Linked DNA regions of Ovis aries: region 2 is linked to region 1. Evidence: chromatin contacts called from public Hi-C data. All regions are on one chromosome and are shown on one strand. Each heading gives the region's core, a stretch centred on a gene start, on an enhancer-like site or on the middle of the called end of the contact. The rest is flanking DNA. Distances are from core to core; before and after follow the strand shown. Region 1 holds the start of RNF150 (ring finger protein 150). Region 2 overlaps RNF150 (ring finger protein 150).

Region 1 (5,915 bases), core at 327-2,826:
ATACAGAAACGCCGGCATCAGGAGTATACCTGATGCACACATAGAAGATCAGATCTCCGGGTCCCAAACAGATGCGAGGCCACTCACTAGACCAGAGCAACATCCGAGCCCTGCCCACCCCTCCTCCCCCCTCACACCCCACCTTCCAGATCCTCCCCGGAAAAGTTAGGCCCCCTCGGCCAACCCCTGTCCGAGTGGCTCTGTGTTAAGTGGAACGCACTCCCTGGTCCCCCACAATGGAGTGAGTCCTCTCTTCTTTGCAAATCCCACGAAGTGACGCAGAGCGAAACTTAGTAGGTCTAGGCAACAGAGACGCGTCTTTAGCAAAGCACAGACTTCCCAGAAAGGAGCGAGGAGGCAGGCGCTGGATCCGTCTCGGCGCCTCCACCCGCCCTGGGCTCCCCGCCCCCGCCCCGAGCCCGCCCGGAGCCCGCTTACCTGCGTGGGGCATGGTGATGGTCTCGTTGGTGTTGGAGCCCACGTTGAAGATGACCACGGCGGAGGCGTTCTGCAGGAACGCATTCCGGATCTTATCCCTGTAGGTGCAGTTGCCCTTGGGGATGAGGGCTATCCAGTTCTTGCCGTGGGCCGGGGCGGCGAACTTGGTGTTGGGGTCGCAGGCCAGACGGTCGTGGGCCGAGCTGGCCATGACCACCTCCCCGCGGGCGTCCTGCTTGGGCGAGTGCTCCCCGTAGCGCCCGCACTCGCTCTTCTCGGTGTGCAGCTCGGTGGCGGTGGTGCCGCCGCCCGGCGCCCCGGCCCCGGAGTCCGGCGCGGGCTCGGCGTAGGTGATGTTCACGAAGGCTGTGTACCATTCCTCCTTCTCGGCCACGGTGAAGTCCAGGCAGACCAGATGCACGAAACAAAAGGAAAGCAGCCATGTTGAGAGAGCCAGGCTGCGGCACGCTTGGATGAGAGACATTGCCATCTTTATCCGCCGGGGCCCCCTCCCCGCCCCCCGCGCGCTCCCCCGCGCGCCGTCCCTCCTCCCCAGCCCCGGCCAACCCCGGGCCGGCCGCTCGTCGTTGTCCTCCTCCTCCTGCTCCTGCTCACTCCCGGGCCCGGGGGGCCGCGGCCGGGACGCGCAGCCGCCGCGGAGACAGGATTCGGAGCGAGCGGATGGCGCCGGCCCCTTCCCCTTTCAGCCGGAGCGTGGCGGTTGCATCTCGCTTCGCGGGCGCCGGAGGGGCGCGGGCGGAGGGGGCGCTCAGGGTTTGCGGCGGAGTCCGGCTGCCAAGCGTCCTGCTCCTTCGCCCCGCTTCTCCTTCTGGCATAGGGGTGGCAGGGGGCCCGGCAGTGTGCGGGGTGGTGCCCCGGCGCCCTGCAGCCCAGGCGGGGACGGGCGCGGCTGCTCGGAGCCCGGGGTGCCGGCGAGGTGTCCCGGTCGCCGTCGCCGAGCGCTGGGGCGAGCGGGTCCGGCAGCGGGCGCGGCGGCCGCCACTGCTGTGCGCCGGGTCCCTCGGGCTGTCGGCACTCGGCTCCTCGCTGGCTGCGCCCAGCACACACTTGCGGCGGGAGGGGCCGGCTCGGGGGTACCGGGAGCAAGCCGGCAGAGAGAAGACTACGCGGTCAGTGTGTGTGTGCGTGTGCGTGTGTCTGTGTATGTTTGTGTGTGTGTCTACTGTGTGCGTGCAAGGAGGAGCTTAGTGTGATGTCAAAGAGTCTAGGCTTCTCTTGCCACGCTTCCCCGGCTCTCTCTTTATGGGCAGCAGCGACCCCTGCCGGGTCTCAAATTCCACCTAGTCTGCTACTTGGTCCAGGTGGAGGCGAAGGGAGGAAGCGACCCCTAGACCAGGAGGACAGGAACAACTTCCTGCATCTTAAATGTAGAGACGTGTGCGTGTGTGTGTGTGTGTGTGTGTGATAAACTTTTCAGTTTGCAGAAGGAACTGCAGCGAACTCCCTAATTACCCATCCTAGGGCCAACGGGTAACTTTAGTTGGTAGCCAGGTCCTTCCAACACCATGCCTCGAATGTCTAGGGCGGCGATAAACAAATTTGAACGTACAGCCGTGTCACACCGAGGCGGAGGCGGAGGCGGAGGCGGAGTAGCGGGTATTTAGAATTCAGATTGATGGGCCCTGCTGCAGTTTCTCATTCGGTACATCTGGGGTGAGTTCCATATTATGTTTTTCTAACAAGTTGCCAGGTCGTGTTGATGCTGCTGGTCTAGGGACCACCCCATCAGCATGCGTCTACACGTGGGCTTCTTTCTCACTGTCTTACTATCTTTCTGTCTTTCTTACTGTCTTACTATCGCAAACGCGATATATGTTTTCCTATAGAATGAGTGTTCTCTAACTCCGTAAGAAAATTAATTGGGTGAGCTATTTCTTTACTGTTCCCCCCCCCTCCAGTTGTCATGACAGGTAACAGAATACTTACAGCATCAGTAGGCAAGATACGTTGGTTTGGGGGGATTGTTTCTAGAGTATTGCCCAGCTGTGCATAGAGATCACGACTAGTTAGCAGAGAGTAAGCCACTCTGGAGTTGTGTTCTTAAAACTTCGATACAGCACAATTCCTTACCAAGTAAATGTTTGAGTGGTTAGCTTTTCACACCCACAGTTTCCCTGGCTTCAGATACCTGTCAAGTCTCAAAAATAATTTGTGTGATGGTTCTTAATCACCCACATTGAACTTCCCAGCTGGCACTCTTTCTGAGAACTCAGGATCCAATTAATGATGAAAACAAAAGTCCACCTTTTTCTCCCTCCCATCCCAGATATTAGCATGTTTGCAAGATCTGTTAATGGCTACCCATCAGCAGGGGCTGTTCTTTTTCCAGCAGCAGTAGAACAGCTGGTGGCTGTTAGGGGAGACCAGAGAATCCCAGCTATACCCAAATTAGAAGCAGGCCCAAGAAGAACTACTTAGAAGAATGTGTCTCTGTGGTATTGGATGTGCTGGGTTTGTGTGTTTCCCTAACTTATTTGTCTCAGAAAATAGGCTTCTAGGCAATTGGGACAGTGCTTTTTATAGCGCTTAATGCCAAAATGGCAAAAGTGAAGACTGCCTGGCAGCTGGTTCCTGAACCACCAGAGATCTGAGTCCATTGCTCAAAAATCCCAGTGAGGTTTTTGTATAGAGGCCTCACAAACCAGAGTGGTTCCCCATATTTCTCTGACTCTTAGCATTTTTTCTCCAACCACAAAACTTGGTGAATCTGTATCATTAAGAGTGCATGACTGCCCCATTCTTCTCTCCCTTAGAGGATAAGTCAGAGGCTGAGGAGATGGCAGGATGAAGGAGGTAGCTTCCTGGCTGGGAGACTGATTCATTATAGGGCTACTGGGCAAATATGTAAAATATTAAATATAATGGGAGCCAGGTTTCTTAGTACTGAACAAAGAATTTATGAATATGGAATGAAAGAAAGCTATAAATGTTACCCAGCTCGGGTTTGACTGCTTACCCCTGGAAAGCCAATAGCTGAGAGACAAGTTGGTTGAAAAGGAAAGGTTGGTTTATTCAAGAGGCCAGCAACCTGGGAAGAAGGTGGCTGCTGCTGCTGCTAAGTCGCTTCAGTCGTGTCCGACTCTGTGCGACCCCATAGACGGCTGCCCACCAGGCTCCCCCATCTCTGGGATTCTCCAGGCAAGAACACTGGAGAGGGTTGCCATTTCCTTCTCCAATGCAGGAAAGTGAAAAGTGAAAGCGAAATCACACAGTTGTGTCTGACTCTTAGCAACCCCATGGACTGCAGCTTACCAGGCTCCTCTGTCCATGGGATTTTCCAGGCAAGAGTATTGGAGTGGGTTGCCATTGCCTTCTCTGGGGAAGAAGGTGAACTCGTGTCCAAACACCAACTTCAAAGAGTCTTTTGGACCCTGAATGGTTTTAAAGGGAGAATCATTGGGGGAAGGGGTCAGAGTCTTCATTTATCTTCCCCTGTGTGCAGTCTTCCTTCTGATTGGTTGGTGGTGAAGTAACACAGTGGAGCGCCAGGAATATTGTGCTTATCCTGAAGTTGCCATCATCCCCCTGGATAGGGAGGGACCTTAGTTCCTGCAGAAGAACTCAAAGATATTGTTATATATAATCCTTGAAGAAGAGCCAGGACCCTGCCCTGACTACTACTTCTTTGTTTCTGCATGTCCTCCCTTCCCTGATAAAGAACTGTTTGCATCTGCCCTTTGAGACTCAGGGAAGATCATGGAGGTTGAATGAAACCTATTTATTAAATAAGAAATGGGATCACAGAAAGGGTTTGTACCCAGGTGGGCCTCACAGGATCCTGCTCAGCTTCATAAAGAACCCTAAGGTGTTGCACTGAATTCTAAATGACTGGGAAATCGTCACACACACGCATAGACACCATAGCTATTTTCATTCAGAGGCTAGAAGTAATGGACACATCAGGTGCCCAGAAGGTCTTGGTTTCTGAGTTCCATCCTCCCTTAAGTGAAACCAGGGCTGATTCCTCTGCTTGGGCTGGGAAGGTACAAAGTGAGCTAGGAGCCTATTACAGGAGGCGCTCAAAGCATGATGGAAACATGCTGAAAGGACATGCATAAGCTTCCGCTGGCCAAATCTGGGGCAATCTGGGTACCAAAATAAATAATGATAGTAACTGATTGCAACCTGTTGGGTAAAATAGAAATCCATTAATCTACGCTAATATAAATGAATGAATAAATAATCATATAATAAGTGGAATAAATAAATAAGTGGGAAATAAAGGAAATGTCTTCCTTATGAAGAATTTCAACTAAGTAAGGTTGATAGGGGACTTCCCTGATGGCCCAGTGGTTAAAACTCTGTGCTTCCAATGAATGGGACATGGGTTTGATTCCTGACTAGGAAGTAAGATCCCACATGCTGTATGCCTTAAAACAAACAAAAAACACTGGTAGACATAGTAAGTCATCATTTGCCTGTATTGGTTGATTGTGGCCAGAGTCCTCAGTTTATGCTGAGGCTGGTGACTGGTTGTTTGATGTGGAGCAGCATGTCAGCCTGATCTTAACATATCTTCTGAAAAGCATCTATTGATTACATGGAGGGAAATGGTAAATTCATTGAAGAGAACCCTGGAAGACACCAAAATTGGCCAGGTGATCAAACGAGCATCAGCAGGAAGGGAACCAGTCGCATCACGTGCCTCCTGATGGGTTGTGCTGAGCAGAGCGCCACATCCTTTCTGTTACATCTGGAGGAGATTTAAGAGGCATGACCGCTAAATGCAATGAACAGTTCTGGATTGGCCCTTGAACTGGATAAGAAAAACAAACAGTTGGCAAAAATGGAATGAGGTCTGTGGATTAGTTGGTAGTGTCTTATAAATGCTGATTACCTGATTTGAATGTTCATCTTGTAGCTATGTAGAAGAAGTTCCTTCTGTGGGGAATATGTACACTGAAGTATTTAGTAGTGATGAGGCATTCTGTCTGCACCTTGCTCTTATAGGATTCAAAAAATAATGATGATAATCTTTAAGATCTTGATTCCTACTGGCCACTATCTCAGAGAAGCAGAAATCCAATTCATGATAAAATAAAAAGTCCATTTCGAGGGCATGGTCTTAAGTTGTTTCCAGCCTTATACTGGTGATTGCTGTTCTTTAGCACAGTGCTCCTTTTTACCCCAGTAACACTACTTAAACCACTAGGCTGGGTATCCAGTAGGAAATCAAATAGACAAGGGTCAAAGAATTTACACTTTGGGGTGGGAGAAACAGAAACATTTTAAGTTGTAGGTAGTGCCAGGCACAAACAAGTGCTATGAAGAGAAAGGCAACCGAGTGTGGGAGGGAGCTCACTTATATTAGGCGCTATTTTACGCTGGGAACAGCTGCTCTGATGCGGTGAATTCTGAACAGAATCCTAAAAGTGAGGGATCTATGTGCATTTTGGGCACACTGGTTATCCTAGAAAGATAGCATCATAAATGCAATAATCCTGAAGGGTGACTGT
Region 2 (5,526 bases), core at 2,338-4,837, 220 kb before region 1:
CTTAATCACTGGACTGCAGGGAAGTCCCTATTGCTGCTTTTTGAAAATGCTATATAAGCTGAAGTTCTAACCAGCTCTGTGAGTCACTCATTACCAAGTGCTCTTGTGGCTACTCATGGCTCATATACTGTTTGATTTTCTCTTGCTAATCTGTCATTTACAAGTCTCATTTATAGGGACCAGCTGGCAAAACTAGAAGAAAAAAATGAATTTTCCCTCCTCTATTCTATGTAAAGATGTTCGTGAGCATGTCCAGTTGTGTGGGGGTAGCAGGGAGGAGTTCCCGGTAAGGATACTGTGCTGGTTGTCTTCCAGCCATAAACGTCTGAATGTGACCATAGATGGAATAACAACTGATATATTTTTCAAAATGTTGACTTTGCTTGTTGATCACATTCCTGCTTGCTTTCTTTTTATGAAATTATTTTTATTAATTTTGATGCAGCATGTTCACTTTTACTTTGTGGGCTAGGAGGAATAGTGTTATGTTTTTAAGAGAAGGGAGTAGAGGAAAAGAGAAACAGTGGATTAGCTCAGGGAGACTGTTAGCGTGAGCAGGCATGAATAATTTGGCTTAGCTATAGTATTAATATTTAACAGACCAACCTTGCAGAACCTCACGGTTTATATCCATTCAAAATGGTTCATCAAAATAGAGTAATATTTTGAAAAGAAAACCACTTTATATACCACTAAGAGAAATTACAATCATAATGTTTAGTAAGAGGTGTCAAAAGCCATCTGTAAGTGAACAGCATATAGGTATTCAAATTCAGGTTAGCAGGGAAACTCGTCAAATAAACCAACTGCTAAATAGTTAGGGACTAGTAAATACACCAACTCCATGGGATTTTCTATTCATTAACAATCATCCTAGTCATACCAGGATAATAGTGACGGGAGACCGTGCTTGCTGGGATAAAAAAGGCCTGTGTTATGTGGTGCCTTATAAGAGTGCTTAGTGATGTGTTCGGTCATTCTGCAAAGACACCCCTAAACCTTACTGGAGAGAAAGGAGGATGAAGCACTTGAATGTAGATAAAGGGATGAAAATGCTCTGACAATAAAGGACTCCCCCACCCACCCTTTTCAGTTCAGTCTTTTATTTCTCGTGGCAAAATATAATGGGGAAAGATACCATTGTGATGGGAGTTTCACAATCCATGAGCCTCGCTCTCATTCTTTAGCTCGTTTTAGAGAAACCTTTTACAAAAATGAAAATGTCCCCAGCCCTAAGCTTCCCACTTGTTTTTATTTGCCTTAGCGCACAAGCAGGCACAAGATTACTCAGTTAAAAACAATAGAAGACAGACCAAAATCAAACACAAAGCCCTGTATTTGGACAGTCTAGTGGATCAGGATTATAGCCAAGTCTTTGGTGAATGGACATTCCTCAAAGGAGAATCAGGGTGAATTTCATAAACACCCCTCTGTGACTGGCAGCCTTCCCACTCTGAAGGCCTACAAAGCCACAAACACTTACTGAGCTCTAAGCACGTGTAAGGGATCCAGAGATGAAGGACAAACAGGCACCAATTATCAGAGAGGCTGACAGGCTCTTTTCAATTTTCTTTGATGGGGAAGAAATGGAGCAAAAGGAGTTTAAAAAAAATTATAAAACAACTTCTTTGAGCTGCATGAAAAGGGTTTCAGTTAGCTATAGGAAGTTTTTCCTAATTGAGAAGGCTGTGAGCCTGTCCATTTACACAGTGAGTTCTAAGAATGGACTGAAAACATCCTCTCTTTGGTATAATGTAAGCATGGTGCTACCATGCTTAAAGGTTTGGAGAACAGTATCCTAAATTGGTCCCTGATCCAGACTTCAGTACCATCCTCCAGGACAAAGCACCAGGGAGGCATGGGGGCAGCCATATGCCTCAGTGCTTCATGAGAGGCAGCCTGCATGCCTGCCTTCTTCTTCATAGAGGACGTTCTGTTCTCTGGGGCCAGCTTGAGTGGTGTCATGTTCCTGTTTGACTGGCCTTTAAGAATCCTTGACAAAATCCAAAGATGCTACTGACTTCTACTTTTTCGCAAGCGTGCTGAGTAAAATCCTATCCAGGCTGGACAAGAAACAATCTGTGGCCAGGATGCCCGATTACTAAAAGTTAAAATGTTATTCGTTTCTGGAAAGAAGCCCGAAGGCCACCTAATAATTCCCTTTTAAAAAACAATGATTAGCTGTATTCTTGAGGCATTTATGATTCTCAGATATTTACAAGGTCTGCAGAAGTTATACTTTCCCAGAAAAAGTCTGGAGTGGAATGCTATTTAGTATAAACTGTAAACACTGGCGGTGGTTTGGTTTCATTGTCCTGACCAAGAAGCCCTGGGGTTGAAACCTGGGAGCTTTGGAGATATCCTTAAGCAACAAGAAGTAGGTTAAAAACGATGTGACTGTCTACCTTTCACTGCAAACATGTTAAAGATTTTAGAACCCAAAGACACACATACACACATGTAAGTACACACATACATACATTTCCCTCCTCCCTGGTAAAAACCAGTTAGAGCCAGATATGTGAAACATGCAAACAGCGAGTTAAATTTTCTAAGTCATTAGTTCTGATAGAGACGCTGGGTTTTTTGCTCAGAGTTCATGTTCACTGTCATTGATTCTCACCTTGAATTTATTATGCATTGACAATACTGCTCTGAAAATTTAATGCATTGCCTTTTAAAATCTAGCTCAAAGCTACAGTCACACAAGTTGATTTGTGTTTGGTGTACTGACTGTAAGAAAAAATAATCAGCACACAGCTGGCAGAGGCAGCTGGTACAGGGCAGAAAATTCAGCCAGTCCGTGACCTCATGATGATTCAGGTGTGCCCTGTGCAACAGTCACTCTGATCTTCCTGGGATAATTAGCCTTTGGCATTAAATAAGGCCTTTGATTTCTGAGCTGATCCTTTCTTCTTCAGTGACATCTTGGGACTTTAAAAATTCTATTTCTTCTCTGCCATGAGTCGTGAGGAGTGACAAGAGGGAGGCTTCAGCAAAGCGGAGGGGGCGAGGGGGAAGAGGGTCTCTGTATGCTGCCGGTCCAGCTTCTCTTAGGCGGCACCTACGCTGTTCTCACATGTCTCCGCAGCCCTTGGGTCTGGAGGCCTGGTTTGCTTCCCACCCTCATGACAGCAGCTGGTGTCTCCCCAACCACCAGCCCATGGCCTTCACTCGATACGATCCCGGGAAAGTCCTTCCCTGGAGCATCAAGCCAGCCTGCTGGGCGATGTTGCGTGTACTGGGTGAGAGACTAAGTTTGCTAAAACCTGTAACCGAGGGTGCCAGCTTGATGGGAGTGCAGGAATTTAGGGCTTCTGGCTCTGGTTTCCTGCTCTCTCAAGCTCTCGCAGAGATGTGAGTTTAGCAGAGGCCACCAAGCCAGATGCCCAGAGGCTGACCTCTCTGCCCCTTGTCCGGAAGAGCGTGTCTCCTCCGGAAGCTGGGCGATGGTGGGGAAAGCGTGGCAGCTGGGTCTGCCTGGCGACGGTGCAGGTAAATGACAAGAAGAGTGTCATCAGTGTAGCCCTGGCCTCTGCTGGTGGCTGACCTGCTATCACCCACTGCAGCCCGGAGGAGGAGCCTGTGAGCTGCTCAGGCAACATCTCGACTCACAGACAAAACAACAAACACGGTGGGAGGGTCACGATGTTCTCAGATGGAGACAAAGGGAGAGGAGACATGTGTCCAGATGTGGGAAAGGGCTCCCAGGGCCTCATCACGTGACGCCACTGCTCTGGGGTCGAGGGAACACAGACAACCCAGGGAGTTTTCTCCCTGCTGAGTGGGAAATGTGGAGAGACAGACACGACGAGGCTGTAGGCTGTACTGTGCTTACCGGGATCCCTAGGGCTTTAAGAATGTTCATCTTGCACATGGGACAGGTGCGATGGTCTAGAAGCCAGGGGTCAACACAGGACTTGTGGAAAAGATGCCTGCAATGAGAACCATACATCTTAGCGTGGCGGTAACTGTGGAGAGCACCGCGTCCACTCCAGCCCGGAGACTTGTCCAAAGTCAGGCACCGCTCAGCGGCAGAGCCAAGACTCTGGGACCTCCATCTCCGAACACCCGGGCCGATAAAGCTTTCTGTTACATCCTGTGGTCATACAGTCAGCATCTGTCTGGCTCCCGGGAGGGTCGTCTACAAACTGCAGCCAAGACTTCCAAGTTTCAGAAAAGACAGAGAACGTAGAAACAGAGAGATGTTTCTGGACAGAAAGACCCTTGAATGGAAAGAAGGCAAATGGGAGAAACTTGCACAGACTCTTCTGGGCTAACTTGACAGAGGCCACTTTTAAATCAATCCCGAATGTCTTGTCCCGCCATCAGGAGAAAACCACAAAACAGAGCCTCATTTCTATTGATATTCGGGTGACTCACAAAGGGCAGAAGAGCTCTTGGAAGCAATTCACAGCACAGGTGAGATTTTAAGCTGTTATGACTGGTGGTTGTTAGGTCAGAAACCAGGTGAGTGGTACTGTAAGCTTTACTGTTCAGCCTCAAGTGCCCACCCTCAGGAGCCTTCCTCTGTGTGGCAGGATAAGGGGGTGGCTTTTCACAGGTATGGGGGTAGAGGCTCCTAACTTCCTCTCAACTTGGCTCACAGGAGCCCACTCAGAGATATCAGGGGCTGCTTGAGTCAGAAGCTTGTCTTCTCATGGAAGTCTCACGAGACTCCAGACCACAGGCAGAAGTAGTCAGAATTTCCTGTCTGGAGCAAGAAGAGAGAGAACCGTCCATGTTAAGTATGCGGGCATCCTTAGCACACGCCACCCATGCCTGACTCCTCAACCTTGCACCATTCCTGGAATCCTTCCACACGCTTCCCTCACTCTGGTGTTCTACTATTCTAACGATTCTAAGAGTTTGTGTTGGAAGGCTTTAGGCTCAAACGCTTACAAAGGACCTCTGAAATCAGAGAAGAAGCACCACTTCTGCAAGTGACGTGAAGAACCCATGTGCCAAGGCTGGGACTGGCAGTGGACAGGAAATGATCAAATTGGGGATTAGGAAACAGAGAGGAGCCTCCTGGATGCGCCCTGTGTTTTCAGGTGATTGTTGAGATGCCCTACAGATTCCCTGATTAGAAGAAAACACATTACATTCATTCATTCCTTTATCCATGCATCCATCTGACAAGTAATATCTGCTAAGAACTGTGTCCTTGCTGGGAAATCTGCATGATAGTGATTTGGTTCCTTTTCTTTGGGAATGTAACAGGAGAGGCAGACACTAGTAAGAGAGAAATAAGCTACTTCATGATGACAGTGCTATATGTCTCATTAGAAGAACATGGTGTTAGCAGGGGGTGGGGGGAGCTTGTAACTGGAGATGGGCCCTAGTTTGGATGCACAGAGAAAGTTTCCCTGATGACGTGCTGAAGCTCAGACCTGAAGATTTACACAGATATGGTCCATGTGAAGGGGATGGGGGAGGAAGAAGGGTCTTCTAGGCAAAATGACTGGCTTGTACAGATGCCCCGACCTGGGCACAGGAAGACCGCCTGTCTTAGTGCAGCAGTGG

The links. Hi-C and Micro-C count contacts between places; a contact is called where the count stands out from the background.
Region 2: a Hi-C map of hypothalamus shows a contact between it and region 1, with 5 times the contacts expected there. The contact joins the enhancer-like site here to the promoter of RNF150 in region 1. A contact is called at or near these places in 5 of 16 Hi-C or Micro-C datasets (hypothalamus, muscle, omental adipose tissue and 1 more).

What each region holds. Positions count from the first base shown.
Region 1 is chr17:16,726,482-16,732,396 of ARS-UI_Ramb_v3.0, reverse strand. RNF150 (ring finger protein 150) reads right to left here and starts at 1,576. Exons shown (of 7, transcript XM_060400648.1): 1 at 439-1,576. The coding sequence starts at 928. It also overlaps the pseudogene LOC132658068.
Region 2 is chr17:16,948,647-16,954,172 of ARS-UI_Ramb_v3.0, reverse strand. RNF150 (ring finger protein 150) reads right to left here. Exons shown (of 7, transcript XM_060400648.1): 5 at 3,839-3,935. Among named protein-coding and RNA genes, the nearest start is that of TBC1D9, 150 kb to the left of the region's middle. Within about 2 kb of position 3,587, at least 5 of the 54 cell types and tissues checked have an H3K27ac peak or open chromatin away from gene starts, as enhancers often do. A contact at or near this core is called in hypothalamus, where this site is marked.